2 separate regions of the Pan troglodytes genome follow, and region 2 is linked to region 1. Evidence: chromatin contacts called from public Hi-C data. All regions are on one chromosome and are shown on one strand. The core of a region is the stretch at or near the end of the contact, and the rest is flanking DNA. Distances in the headings are between cores, read along the strand shown.

What was found. Hi-C and Micro-C count contacts between places; a contact is called where the count stands out from the background.
Region 2: a contact with region 1 is called in a Hi-C map of induced pluripotent stem cells, with 4 times the contacts expected there. The contact joins two enhancer-like sites. A contact is called at or near these places in 5 of 7 Hi-C or Micro-C datasets (blood, induced pluripotent stem cells, a lymphoblastoid cell line and 1 more).

What each region holds. Positions count from the first base shown.
Region 1 is chr6:153,021,417-153,025,864 of NHGRI_mPanTro3-v2.0_pri, reverse strand. All of the region lies in intron 3 of DGKI (diacylglycerol kinase iota), which reads left to right. Among named protein-coding and RNA genes, the nearest start is that of DGKI, 190 kb to the left of the region's middle. Within about 2 kb of position 2,349, at least 2 of the 24 cell types and tissues checked have an H3K27ac peak or open chromatin away from gene starts, as enhancers often do. A contact at or near this core is called in induced pluripotent stem cells, where this site is marked.
Region 2 is chr6:153,261,363-153,265,810 of NHGRI_mPanTro3-v2.0_pri, reverse strand. It overlaps CREB3L2 (cAMP responsive element binding protein 3 like 2), which reads left to right. Exons shown (of 12, transcript XM_001148336.7): 8 at 1-29. Among named protein-coding and RNA genes, the nearest start is that of DGKI, 49 kb to the right of the region's middle. Within about 2 kb of position 2,115, at least 6 of the 24 cell types and tissues checked have an H3K27ac peak or open chromatin away from gene starts, as enhancers often do. A contact at or near this core is called in induced pluripotent stem cells, where this site is marked.

The sequences.
Region 1 (4,448 bases), core at 1,100-3,599:
TGACAGATATTTAATTTTACTTACCTTGGGCAGCAAAAAGGCCCCAATCCTTTTATAGATCATAGGCCTGTGAAAGTAGGTAACCCCAGGCCCTGAAGGACCCACCCCTCTTCTCCTTTCCTCCCCTCTCCTCTCCCTTCTCTCCTACCCTTTCCCGTCTTTTCCCCTTCCCTCTTTTTCATCTTTATTTTTCATCATCTTTCCCTTCCTTCCTTTCCTCTTTTTCTCTATCAAACTCTCTCAACTCCCACCAGATATTCATTGTTACTTAGCAGAAATCACATATCTTGCTCAAAGGAAGAAAAAAAATAGCTTTCTTGGTACATATAGATCAGGGACTTAGGCAAGGGAGGTAGTTGGGTGGGATAGGATTCAATATTAATCTCTTTATTAGGGACAATTGTATACTCTCTACCACTGCCTGCCACTGATGCCTCTGTCCTCCTCAATCCCCATTCCCTGCTCCAGTGGTCTAAAGCTGTGACAGTTTTTCTCCCTTGCCTGCTATGAGCTGAAGATTGGTGGAGAGCTGTCACTGCTTTCAATGCCAGCAGTGCCTGCAGCATGGGAAATATGTAGGATGTGTTTTCTCTTATAACCACTGTATGGCTGCTGGTGAGATCATGCCCACCATCCTAAAACCTAGCATATATATTATTGTGTTGTTATTAAAGTAAATGTTGGTCATGTTTTTATTAGAACAGTGTAATATAATGGACTGTGATCTATACTGTATTCCATATTGTCTTAGTTTAAATGGATATGTTCCCCCCTCTGCCCACCCCGTACCACACACCTACAAATAAGTTTCTTTTGAATACCAACACCAGCAAAATCAGGAAACCCTTAGTAAGGGTGCTTAGATGCTGTTTGATATTTAAGGCAGTAAGCTCAACTGGCCTTTACATTCATTGATGAGAGCAAATTATTGTTTTTTAAATAATTTTAATTTTTAAACATGTTTCATGTTCTAGGCAATATTTGTTTAAATTGTGTTTTTGTGCTAGGTTCTATAACAACTATGTCCCAATGTAAGGAATAAGAGGTAACCTACTGAATGCTTCTTTTTTGAGATGGAGTCTCGCTCTGTCGCCCAGGCTGGAGTGCAGTGGCGTGATCTCGGCTCACTGCAAGCTCTGCCTCCCAGGTTCACGCCGTTCTCCTGCCTCAGCCTCCTGAGTAGCTGGGACTACAGGTGCCCGCCACCATGCCTGGCTAATTTTTTTGTATTTTTAGTAGAGACGAGCTTTCACTGTGTTAGTCAGGATGGTCTCGATCTCCTGACCTTGTGATCCGCCCGCCTCAGCCTCCCAGAGTGCTGGGATTACAGGCATGAGCCACTGCTCCCGGCCCCTACTGAATGCTTTTAAGTGACTTTTCTTGGTTTAATTTATCACCTTTCATAGAGAAGTAAGCACTGGCTCATATAAGTTATTTGGGAAAAAGTGAATATTTGTAGTATTTAGAATGTCCAGATTCCTGCATCTTACCTTTGTATATAGCTGGGAACTTAAAAATGAAAAATTGCAACCTAACTAAGCACAAAATTCTATGTGTTTTGGGCAATTTCTGTCCGGAAGCTTATTATCCAACTACTTCAAATAACTTTAACCAGTTGAAATGTAGTCATACGCCGTGAAGTCAGTGATTAAAATTTCAGATTTGCTAAAACAGTTTCCCTCAATTAAGGAACTAAAAATCTATTTACTTTTCTACTATGGCAAAAGACCTGGGACCTTTATTCAGAATTTATTTACTTAATTTTACATATGATTGTAAACTGTAATTATCTGATTTCTCAAATTAAAAGCTGTTGAGAAGCTGCCATTTAGGAAATTGAGAGCAACAAAAGACAGCAACACTGACTCAAAAGGAGCTCTACCCAAACAGAAGGACAGGAAAGAGAAAAATGACTGTTCTTTGTACAGTGCATCATGTTGTAGTCTTTATGAAGAAAAATTTAGAATATGGTTTATATATTCTGCCTCAAAAGGCACATAAGTTCATAATATATTTTAAGAGGATCTTTTAAAAATCAATATAGTTCAGTTAAAATCAGTTTTAGAACTTACAGCACTCGACTCCATATATTATCATCTGCGGAACGTTGCACTTCAGTTTTTCCATATGAATGATGTTAGTGCATTTACATGACGTTCCAGAAGGCTGAGAGATAGCATATCTTAATGCACCAGTTCTCAAATTCTTCTAGCCCAGATCCCTTGTGCAAAAGATGTTTTGACTCAGAATCCTGATTTGTAAAACAAAGGAGGAGGCATTGCATTTCATTGAATGCATGAGGCTTCCTGAGTTTTCTCCGCATCTTCCTTCCATCTTCAGTGACTTTCATAACAGACTAAGAAATCCCTGGAACTCCATAGAACTTAATGCAGAGCGTAGTGTCAAGCACGAAGCTAGACTAGGACAGGAGTTATTGGCAAGGAGGGAGGCTTTTCAGGCATCCTTAAATCACACCCTGTAAGTGGTTTCCTACCTGTGGTAATATTGCATTGCTTATCCACAATGTAATTTACTAGGAGTTTCATGGGAAATGAATAGACTAAAATCAACTCCAGTTTCCTTTGTGTCGCTATAACTCTGATTAGCAATGTGACTCAAATGCCCCATGCGTTTTCCACAGGTGGTGCCAAAGCAGTGATTCGCACCAGGATATCCATAGGAAACAGAAGGAAAACCATGATTTGCTTATGGGTGCTCTACCCTGTAGAGCAAAATAGAATTTTTTGATTCTTCTTTTGATTGCTACTGCTGTGTTACTACGATTACTACTGTATATTTTCTTGTTGTTCCTCCCCCTCCTTCTTTTTCTCCTCTTCTTTTCTTTTTTAGTAGTAGAACAAGACACTGTTCAGTAGTGTAGCTAGATGCTTTGGTTTCTTTTATCATTGTTATGTGCAAAAGCAATTGTCAAACGTATTTCATGTGCTACACCATGTTCTTCCCTCAGGAAGAGGAAATCCGAGAGTGATAAAAGCATCTGCAAGCAGAATAAAGGAATCTCAGTCAGTGGATTTCTTCTACAAGTTTCATGGCAGCGGTACTGCAGTGTTTTAGGTTTTTGTTGGTGGCTGATAATGTGTAAATACCCCATGTTGAATGAATGCAGCTGTCCAAGACCTATGAGGCTGCATTTTCTTTCCTAATCCTACCCCTCCAAAGTGGTGGTTTGCAGCTCTTCAAATCTCTGGCCGCAGCAATGCTTTATTTCTTCTCACCTACCTGACACAATTGACTCAAAAATTATACCTCAGCAGGGGAAACCACTCCTCGGAAGGGGAAGGTTGCCAGCAATCTCTAAGAGGACAGGAACTCAGGACCTTTCACACTTGGATGCTTTGATAGCCCATCTGACAGATAGGCTTAGTTATAGTACATTTCTTTCAGGCTCAAACACAGAAATTATTCATACAAATCCTCCTTCCAGTCTGTCCTTTATAGAGAGGGCTGAACTTTCCTATCTTAGATCCTGCATGACACTGGCAGTCATGAAATGTAGATTCTGCTCATTCATCTCTCTCCATGCAGTCCATTTTTTATCATTAGAGAAAAAAGATAAACTTTAAAAAGTTTTATTTCATTATAATTTTAAACTAATACTGACTGTCAGAGAGGCCGAATTGTGTAATGCTTATAAGCATGAGCTCTGAAGCCAGACCACTTGGCCCTGCTGTGCCTTAATTCACTGACCTTGGGCAGTTTTCTCATCAGTGAAATGGAATTAAGAATAGGACCTGTTTCATAGGGTTGTGAGGGTTAAGTGAACTACCATTTGTGAAGTGCTTATAAGAACAGATAGCAAATACTATATTCCTATTAGCAGCGTTTCCTGCTTTTGTTGCTATTCTTATTATTGTTTCCTGGGCGTAAAAGCTGAACTTGCCTTCCTTTACTTCTGGAAGATTTGGGCAGAAACCAAAGTAACTTAGTCTAGACTCATGCCTGGGATAGAAGCCTAAAATGACTGGCCCCTGGAAATCTAGACTCTTTGGCAATAGGTAAAGAATGCCTGTTTTCAACTTAGATCTGAGTTTGGATGTTGGTCTTGCCCCTTAGCTACTTGAGTGATAATGTAGAAAATATTTTAAAATGGAAGAGAATAATGCCTATATTGTAAGGTTCTGAAACTTAGAAATGACAGAACAAAGAGCCGGTTCTTGTTATATGCTCAAAATATTGGAGCTATTATTATTATTATTTGAAGAGACAATCTAGCCCACCCTAAATCATGCAGATATGGAGCTACTTGGTGAGTGGAGAGACTGTTGATAAAGTTTGTCAGTTTATTCAATATTTAAGATGAAGTTTTAAATTTGCTTTGTAATAGAAATAATTACAATATTTGCTGTATTTATGTATTTATTATATATGCCCACTTGAATACTAGGGAACTCTTCAGAACAGACTGTTAACATTTCTTTTTTGTCTTT
Region 2 (4,448 bases), core at 866-3,365, 240 kb before region 1:
AAGGTAGAGGTTCTAGAAAACACTAATAGGTAAGTGTCAGTGGACTGAGAGCTGATTGCGCTACCAATGGAAGGTGGGGAAGGAAGAGGATAGAATCCAGAACCAGGGATGGCAGAAAAGTGGAGGAGGTCACAGTGAAAGTGCAGTTGTGCTGAGATGCTCAGCATGGCCAAACTCCACCCACCCGCTCCTGCTACACACACACGCATGCACACCTGCTACTCTTGCACACATACAAACACATATGCACACATGCTCTCATGTTCACATCCACAATACACATATGTACACACTCTCATATGCACATACATGTACACATACATGCATATTCTTTACTTTTCCTAAATGATACAGGATTGAAGAAGAAGCTGATCATGACAAGTACTATGACTAGGGGGTTAAAAAAGAGGCTTGGAGGAGCATAAGATCAACAAGCCTGATTCTCCTGAAAATGACATCAAAATTTAGAGGTGAACAAGGAGGCACTGGCCACTTCATTATAATCTAATTTTAGTAGCAAATGATACTTATTAGTTTAAAAACAGAGAAAATCATTGGTATTTTTTTTTTCTTTTTTTTGAGACAGAGTCTTGCTCTGTCGCTCAGGCTGGAATGCAGTGGCATGATATCGGCTCACTGCAAGCTCTGCCTCCCGGGTTCAAGTGATTCTCCTGCCTCAGCCTCCTGAGCAGCTGGGACTACAGGCACGCGCCACCACGTCCGGCTAATTTTTGTATTTTTTTTTTTTTAGTAGAGATGGGGTTTCACCATGTTGGCCAGGATGGTCTCAATCTCCTGACCTCATGATCCGCCCCCACCTTGGCCTCCCAAAATGCTGGAATTACAGGTCTGAGCCACTGCTCCCGGCTGAAAATCATTGTTTTTTAAATTAGTTTTTAAAAATTAGCTAGTTTATTAATTGCATTTCAAACCCATTTTACAAAAATTGTAATGGTACCAAGTTGATAAATTCCTCTAGCACTTGCTGTGCCAAGTGCTATTTTAAGCACTTTACAGCTATGAACTCATTTAGCCCTATGAGGTGCCATTATTGTCATCCTCACTATATAGAGGAAGTAACTGAAACTCGGAAAGTTTAGGTGATTTGTCCAAGGTCACACAGTAACTGCTAAAGCTGCATTTGAACCCAGGCAGTCTGGCTCTGGAGCCTGGATATGGGAGGAGTATATGGAGGTTTATGCTGGCTCATATGCAAGAGAAAGGGGTGAAAGTGCAGGGTTAAGAAACTGGCTTTTGGGGAGTTTCATCCAGAATGTATGTGTTCATGTGCACACATGATACATACCTGTGCTGTGACAATTATTTCTTAGAGACTCCTGTCACCCTGAGTGTTAGAGATCCAACAAATTAAGCGGAGAAAAATGGACTTACTGTGTAAACAAAAATTTAATCAGATTAAGGGTCAGTGTTAATGCCCAATAACAATTGTGCAAATATTAAGGGATCAGTTTAAATCTCTTTGCATGTTATTTGATAATAACAAATGAATTTAATTCCCGTTTCCTGATTCTTCATGGTTTGTTGCTCAAAAAGCCAGCTAATATAGACATAAGCTAAAACTACCGCCAGTGGGATCCCCCTGAAATTTTCTCTGCATTTCTGGGAATGTGTGCTCAGATAGCAGTCAGGGGCAGTTCACCCCAAGTGCTCTGTAAGACAGACTGCCCAAAGGGAGGAAGTGCCACCAACTTAGTGTGGCATTACCTTGATCTCATGAGGCAAGGGAGCTGGTTTCACTGCTTGCCTTTGGTCGTTAGTCTCCTGGGGCTTCCTCTCTTTTTATCTCCACTTCCTCTCCCCTGGGGGGATTGCCTGAGGCGGCTCTGGTTCTCTGGATCCTGCTCCCCGAGCCAGCATATGTATGCATGTTTTTAGCATCCTCAGCCGATAGGCGTTCCCGGCACCCATCCTGGCACTTGCTTCCGCAGCAGCCCCATGTTCATGGGTGGGTGGGACAAATCCTGGCCAAGAATTGGCGAAAAAGGGAAGAGCAAAGACCTCCTTGGAGTTTGTGTTCAGGTTTCGTCCTCTACAGGCTCCGTGTCAGGCCTTCCCTGGGCCACATGGGGGCAGCAGAGGCACAGCAGGGATGTGCTGGGGCGATGTCCGGGTGTGTGAGGGAGAAGGACCGACCCCCTACCTTGCCTGGGAAGTCTCTCCTCTCCTCTGCAGGTGGACTGTGCTGCTTGTTCCTTCCTTCCTTCCTTCCTTCCTTCCTTCCTTCCTTCCTTCCTTCCTTCCTTCCTTCCTTCCTTCCTTCCTTCCTTCTCTTTCCTTTTTCTTCCTTCCTTTTCTTTCTTTCTCTCTTTCTCTTTCTTTCTTTTTTTCTTTTTTCTTCCTTTCTTCCTTCCCTTCCTTCCTTTCCCCTTCTCCTTCCTTTCTCCCTCCCTCCCTCCTTCCCTCCTTCCTTCCTTCCTTCCTTCCTTTCCTTCTTTCCTTTGTCCCTCCCTCCCTCCCTCCCTCCTTCCACATTTTTATTTTTGTTTGCTTGTTTGAATCAGATATCCAAATAAGGTCCATGTGTTCAAACTGTTTGATATGTCCATTACATATCTTTTTGTCTGTAAGTTCTCTTGCATGTCTTTGCTGTTATTTAGTAAAGGCCGAGTCAGTTGTCCTGTAGAGTCTTCCCTGGTCTTAGTTTACCTGTAATGTCCTTGTGGTGTCCGTTAGCACAGTCCTTCGTCCACTACAGACTCTACTTTGTTTGGTTTTGGTTTTTGGTAAGAATTCTTCATAGGTTCCACTACATGCCTCCATCAGAAGGAACATAAAAATTGGTTATTTGGTTCTCCACAATGTATACTTATTGGCTAGAGAGATCAATACATTAGGGGTTTGAAAGTAGCCTTATAGAATTCTATCATTTCTCCTCCAGTTATTAGCAGAATATTTTTCTAAAGCAAGACTCTTCATTGTTAATGAACATGGGTACACAAGTAACCATGAGATGCTGATTTCATTGTCTTTGGGTATATACCAGCAGAGGGATTGCTGGGTTATATGCTAGTTCTATTTTTAATATTTTGAGGAACCTCTACACTGTTTTTCATAATGGTTTTACTAATTTACATTCCCATTAACAGTGTGGAAGGGTTCCCTTTTCTCCACACCCTTGCCAACACTTTTCACGCCTTGTCTTTTTTATAATGATAGTACTAACAGATGTGAAGTGATATCATGTAGGGTTTTGATTTACGTTTCTCTGATGACTAGTGTCAGTGAGCACCTATTCATATACCAGTTGACCATTTTTATGTTTTCTTTAGAGACATGTCTATTCAGATTCTTTGCCCATTTTTTAAAATTGGTTTTTTTTGATATTGAGTTGTATGAGTTCCTCATATATTTTTAATATTAACCCCTCATGATGGTTTATATGGTTTGCAAACATTTTCTCCCAATCTGTGGGCTGCCTTTTCATTTTGTTAATTTTTGTTGTTGTTGTGCAGAAGCTTTTTAGTTTGATATAGTTTTACTTGTTTATCATATGTTTCGACTTAAGGAAGATGCATACATAATATGTGCTCCTTGTAAAAATAATTTAGGAAAAAAAAAGAATCCTTTCACTCAGAGGTATCTTTATGTTTTGGAATATCTTATGTGTATGTATTTATATTGTACATACTTCTTTGTTAAGAACTATTTCCACATAACAAAACACTGGACATATTCTTATACATTTCTACAGGATCTTTGACTCACCATTAAAAATAATCTACCTTGATCAGGCGCAGTGGCTCATGACTATAATCCTAGCACTTTGGGAGGCCGAGGCGGGTGGGTCACCTGTTAGTCAGAGATCACCTGACCAACATGGTGAAACCCCATCTCTACTAAAAATACACAAATTATCTGGGTAGTGGCAGACGCCTGTAATCCCAGCTACTTGAGAGGCTGAGGCAGGAGAATCGCTTGAACCTAGGAGGCGGAGGCTGCAGTGAGCCGAGATTGTGCCATTGCACTCCAGCCTGGGCGACAGAGCGAGACTCTGTCTCAAATAATAATAATAATCATCTACTTCATGCTATTGGGATCTGAGCCTTCCCTGACAGTCTGCTGTTACTGAATGTGACCAGGGGTAGCTTAGCCACCTGTTAAAGCAGGGAAAGTTTTTTGTTTATGTGTTTTGTTGTCAGCGTTATTAAGGCATAATTGACAAAATTGCATATTTTTACAGTATACAATGTAACGATTTGATGTATGCGTATATTATGAAATGATTATCACAATCAGGCTGATTAACACATCCATCACTCCACATAATTACCTTTTTTTCTTTTTCTTTTTGGTGCCAATGCTTAGCACACTTCTAGTGTATAATATGGCATTTTTAATTACAGTCACCATGCTGTACAGTAGATCCTCAGAATGTATTTACCTTATAACTGAAAGTTTGCATTCTTTGACCAGTTCTCCCACTTCCA